Linked DNA regions of Mus musculus: region 2 is linked to region 1. A link is a contact called in public HiChIP or PLAC-seq data. All regions are on one chromosome and are shown on one strand. Each heading gives the region's core, a stretch centred on a gene start, on an enhancer-like site or on the middle of the called end of the contact. The rest is flanking DNA. Distances are from core to core; before and after follow the strand shown. Region 1 overlaps Aopep (aminopeptidase O). Region 2 holds the start of Fancc (Fanconi anemia, complementation group C).

Region 1 (2,819 bases), core at 137-2,636:
AAATGTACCACATTTCCACTATCCATTCCTCAGTGGGTGAACATCTATGCTGTCTCCGTTTTGTGGCTATTATGAGTAGAGCTGCAATGAACATGGATGGTCAAATATTTCAGGAGTGGGTATACATACAGTCCTTTGGGAATGTCTCAGGAGTCATGCAGCTGGATTGTATGCTACATCTGTTTCTAGCTTTTGGGGAACCAGTTTGCTCTCTCACCAACAGTGAATAAGTGTTCCTCTTTCTCAAATCCAAGCCAATATTTGTTGTCATTAAAAAAAAAATCTTAGCTATTGTAAGTTGCACAGAATGAAATCTCAAAGTAGTTTAAATTTATATTTCTCTGATAGCCAAGGATGTTTAAAATATTTTGAAATATTTCTCAGCCATTTGTGTTTCTTAACACTCTCTCTCTCTCCCTCTCCCTCTCCCTCTCCCTCTCCCTCTCCCTCTCCCTCTCCCTCTCCCTCTCCCTCTCCCTCTCTCTCCTTTTGAAAACTCTGTTTAATTCCATGCCCCAGTTTTAAATTGGGCACAAACCTCCCAGTTGGTGTTTGATATTTTTTTTGAGTTCTTTGTAAATGCTTCATGTTAACTCTTTGTCAGATGTACAGCTGGTTAAGACTCGTCCATTCTGTACAGTGTCTTCAGTGTCTTGGTGCCCTTTGCTGTACAGGAACGTTTTAGCTTCACGAGGTCCCATTTCTCAGTTGTTGGTTTCCATGCCTGTTCTGCACTCTTTGACACAGGGAATCGTGTACACTCCGTTACCCTCAAGCTAGCTATGTAGCATGGTAGGGAACGCACTCTACCCGCGGAATGCTGCCCTTGTCCAGCCCAGCTCCTCCTTACTCCTCCTTCTCTGCTCGCTGCGCCTGGCCTCAGAGGAGCCAGGCTGGCTTCACTTCCTCAGCTTTTCTCCTTTGCTGAGGGAAATGCAAACACGTGTGTGGTCTCCCTTTAGAGGAGTGGGAAATTTTATACAATTTGGGATTTAAATGCATTTTTTTGTATATTTTGCTGTGTATTATATCTTTAGGAATTGCTGTCACTTGTTTCACATTTCATTCAGTTTTAAATCATCCTTTGAATACACATTTAAACTGATTTTTCATTCTTGATCTCTTAAGCTTAAATTGTTTTCCTGTTATAGTTTTTTAATTTTTTTTCTCCAAAGGAAAGTTTGTAGTTCATTTTATAGGTGTCCTTGCATATTTTTATTGACTGTGAGATAAATTCCCTTATGAACAACTTTTGGCTAGATATTAACTTTTTCTTCAAGTAAGGGCTGGATGAAGGATGCTGCCTGACTTTGAGCTCCTGTGATCCTCCTGCCTCTGCCTCTCAAGTGCTTGCAGTACCCTGTGGCCGCCACACCCAGCCTGGATGTACACTTCCTGCCTCACTGCTTTTCTAAGCTAAGTGCTAATGTGGCATTTCTGAGGAGGAATCATATGTTAGATTTTCATTTTGAAAGATGTCTGACATTGCTGCCTATTCTTGCTAGCAGCATCTAAGAGCTCTGGTTGTTGTTTGTCACTGCGAGTGCTTAGCACAATCAATCTTTGAAGTTAGCCCTCTAGTCAGTATGAAATGCTATCTCACAGCTTCAGTTCAGATTTCCCTGATAGCTAATGGTGTTGAGAATTTTCATGCTCTTAATGCTTATTCTTACATTTTAATTCCAACAGTGTCTGCACAAGTATATTGGAAGTTTTTAATGTGTGTCTCTTGGCTGTAGAGATTATGAGAACTCTTTGTCTAATGCTCTAGACATATAATTAATTAATCTCCAAAGCTTTCCTTACAGTGTTGGGGTGGGACCTCAGGCTTTGTAAATTCCAGACAAGAGCTTGCACAGCTGTGTCCTTGCCCCTGCTTATACCACGAACTACTGATTTTTCAGTAATACTTTTGCTCATTACTGATTCTGTTTGAGATAAAAATGATGTGATATTTTCATCTTTTATTTAAAAAAAAATTGTGGTTCCTTGATCCCAATTTGTCACACTAATGTATTGCCCTGGTGCTGTGAGTATATAGTATGTAGAAGTTATGTCTCCTTGTGTCACAGTAACAAGACTGTTTTCTTAATTTGGCTTTGGTTTCTGTAATAAATTACCTCCAGGGTTTGTACATCCTCTGAGTGTTTAGAGTGTGTCTTCATGTACTTTGATGTTGCCGTATATTTTCCTCACGTTCCACTTTGGCATGCACCAGCAGACAGGATGTGCACATACCGAGTTCCCTTTGCTCTCCCTGTCCATCTACATGTGGCTGAAACCCTCTCTCACGTTGGCAGCGGGAAGTTATCTGACAGCCCCAGCTGTAATGTCTTGTTGACAGTTGTCTTATTAAGTTGAGCTTGAATTGTTTGGAATCTTCCTCTCTCCCTCTGTGTGGCTCCCTGACAAATTCAGAATTGATCTAATGCATGAAATCCTTTCATCTCCAGCAGACACGAGTACCTGGACATCTCCATAGCAGCCTCCCCTGATAGCCAAACCTCCCATGACCCTTGTGTCTCCCACAGCCTCCTCCTCTCACCCCTGTGCACTCTTTCCTGACACAGACATGGTACCATGTGCCAACTCTGATTTCAAACATGACCCTTAGTTTTCTTTTCCTCTAAAAGATGTATTTTTTAAAATTTTATGTGTATGAACATTTGCCTGCATGTATATTGTGTACCATGTGCATATATGGTACCCACAAAGGCCAGGCTAAGGCGTCATATCCCCTGGAACTGGGCTTAGAGATGAATGTGATCTGCCATGTCTGTATGCTGGAAATCAAACTCAGCTATGCAAGAACATCCGGT
Region 2 (2,700 bases), core at 186-2,685, 390 kb after region 1:
CCCCAGAACACACGTTCGTTGCTGTGTGTGCGTGTGTATTTAAGGTTTTAAGTGTGTGGCCCACATTTGTCATCTCAGCAATGGGGAGGCAGAGAAAGGCATAACCCCAAGGGCTTGCAAAGTCAGGTGACCTACAAGCCAAATGTGATGGGTGTGAGGAGAGGCGGGGGACGAATAAGGAGGGAAAGATGGGGCACTCCTGACACCACCTCTGGCCTCTACATACACACACATAACCGCCAGTTGTTCAATTGTGAGCGTTAAATCTGCCATTTGGAAGCACCCTAAAGGCGAGGGCCATCCACAAATAGGTATCTCACGTCGGTCACACCCGCTTAGATTAATTTAATGAGGGATGGGATTTTTCGAATCATCTCATACTAGAGGAAAAGTCCAGGCACACAGAGGTCTTCAATATCATTGGCCTGTTCCAAGATTTTCATCCAGCACCCCCTCCAAGCCCAAGCACCTAAAAACTGTTCCAGTAAGGCAGCAAGACAGCAAGACACAAGCATTAAACACTCTCAGGCCTTGAATGGGCCTCTGGGCCTGTCACTCAAGCAGCTGTGGGAGGGCGATCTTGAGACCCTGAGCAGAGCTGCTCTAATGGATGGCGAGCAATAAGCTTCACCTTTGCCCCAGTCCTTCCAAAAGTACCTGCGGCTACGTTGAAACCAGAGGGAGAGGATTTGCTTAAAACAATAAAAATAAAAATAAATGGGGACGAAGGGTAAAGGACAGATGCCTCTCTACCATCGCCGCGAGCCAAGCTCACCAAGCTTCACCTTGGGCCTTAGACCCCACCCCTCACTGTCGGTCCCGCCCCGCCGGGCTCATCTGCGATGGCGCAGCCCCCCTCCGGCTCCTCTCCCTTGTGGAGCGGCCCCTCTAAGTCGTGCGGGCTCCCGCCGAGATCAGTTTCCGTGTGGTCACGCCCACCGCGTCTGTCGGCCACTGCCAAGCTGGGTTCAACTCCCCGATTAGCCACGCCCCTCACCGTCGGCCTCACCTCCCACCTGGCTCTAGCCCCGCCTCCCGCCAGGCCCCGCCTCCTGCCGGGCTATATCTTCCCCCCCCCCCAACCCCCCACATCCCGCCCCGCCCTCCCGCGGCTCGCACCCGCCCACCGTAGCTTCTCACCGTCCTGCCTCAGCTCCACCGCGCCGCGGGAGCGCGGCTCGCCCACGTTGAGACTCGGGCGCACGTTCTCGCGAGTCTTCTCTGCCCTAGCAGGAAACGGCGGTCTTCCCGGGTGGTCCTCACCCAGAGCTGCCTCAGCAGACTGGGCCGCGGCGGAAAAGAAGCCACCGCCCGGCTTCTGCGGCTTGAAAACTTGGCACAGCCTCACGGAACTTTTTTTGTTTTGACGTGTTTGGAATTTTCCCGCGGCCGCAAGGGAGTGGGGCTGCGCGCGCGCTCGCACGCACGCGCAGTGCACTCTGGGGCCCAGCGCGCTCCCGCGGCATGATGGGAAGATCTGAATCTCTCCTGGAGGAAGTGGGCGACTACGGGCTATAGCTAACTCGCGGCGCCGAGTGAGGGCTTTAGAGAAGAGAGAGCCCTGGAATGTGGTTCTTGAGAGACGGGAGTTGCCAGATAGGTCAAACTCCACATAGGGTTCAAGCCTGCTGGGCCCAACCACAAACGAGTTTTGTCTGTGGTTAGTGATCGCTCCAATCCCTAGTCAGGCCCATGTACTGCTTAGTTCAGGTTCAAATCGGTTCAAAGTTGCATTTACGCCACATAAGTGGAAACTTCTTGTCAAGTGAGACATGGCTTATCTTTTATTCTTGAATTTTTAACATTACATTTGTGTGCATGCCAGGTGAACCTAGAGGTCAGTTTGTGGGAATCAGTTCTCTCACTAATGCAGGTACCCAGTCTTCAACTTGGTGGTAGGAGCTTTTACCTGATGAGCGAGCCATCTTGCCAGCCCTTTCTTAAAGATTTTCAAATTTAGATCTGCATGGTTATTTACAGATGTTTGAATTGGGGAAGAGTCAGGATAACCTTAAACTTTTAGATTTTTTTGGTTTGTTTGTTTGTTTCGAGACAGGGTTTCTCTGTATAGCCCTGGCTGTCCTGGAACTCACTTTGTAGACCAGGCTGGCCTCCAACTCAGAAATCTGCCTGCCTCTGCCTCTGCCTCTGCCTCCCGAGTGCTGGGATTAAAGGCGTGTGCCACCACGCCCGGCTTAAATTTTTTTTTTTAATTAGTGCCTAAGAACCATTCGTTGTAATAAGACCACAACTTAGTGCCTTAAAAATAACATGTAGGGAGGAATATATGCCTGTAATAAATAGCTCTTATTTAAATACTCTGTTGCAGGATATTTGATCATACTGTGAATCCCGAGGTTGTATACTAGAAAAAACTATCTCTACACGTGTGGCTTAGCCCTAGCACACTCCTTTAATCCACGATCTTTCTGTTTATTGTAAATTGAATTTGAAAGAGAAGAATAAAGACTAGCCGAAAGACATTGGGTTGTAGAAAAACAACTGCTGAATTAGATTACCTGTATGCTTTAATTAAGGGAGCGGTGTAACAGATAGCTTAGCCATTAAGAGCACTGGCTGCTCTTCCAGAGAACCTGAGTTTGAGTCACAGCATCCACATGGCAGCTCACAATTATTAGTAACCCCTGTCCAAGGGATCTGATGCCCTCTTCTGGCCTCCTTCGGCACCACACTGCACAA

Evidence for each region. HiChIP or PLAC-seq counts read pairs in DNA pulled down with a chosen protein or histone mark.
Region 2: a contact with region 1 is called in an H3K4me3 HiChIP or PLAC-seq map of bone marrow-derived macrophages, with 3 times the contacts expected there. The contact joins the promoter of Fancc here to the enhancer-like site in region 1. A contact is called at or near these places in 2 of 484 Hi-C or Micro-C datasets (the C10 cell line and pre-B cells) and 5 of 115 datasets of contacts at active chromatin or transcription factors (bone marrow-derived macrophages, embryonic stem cells and pancreatic cancer cells).

Annotation. Positions count from the first base shown.
Region 1 is chr13:63,037,260-63,040,078 of GRCm38.p6, forward strand. The region is part of intron 3 of Aopep (aminopeptidase O); the gene reads left to right. Among named protein-coding and RNA genes, the nearest start is that of Gm46422, 56 kb to the right of the region's middle. Within about 2 kb of position 1,387, at least 21 of the 459 cell types and tissues checked have an H3K27ac peak or open chromatin away from gene starts, as enhancers often do. A contact at or near this core is called in bone marrow-derived macrophages, where this site is marked.
Region 2 is chr13:63,430,310-63,433,009 of GRCm38.p6, forward strand. It overlaps Fancc (Fanconi anemia, complementation group C), which reads right to left and starts at 1,436. Exons shown (of 15, transcript NM_007985.3): 1 at 1,141-1,436.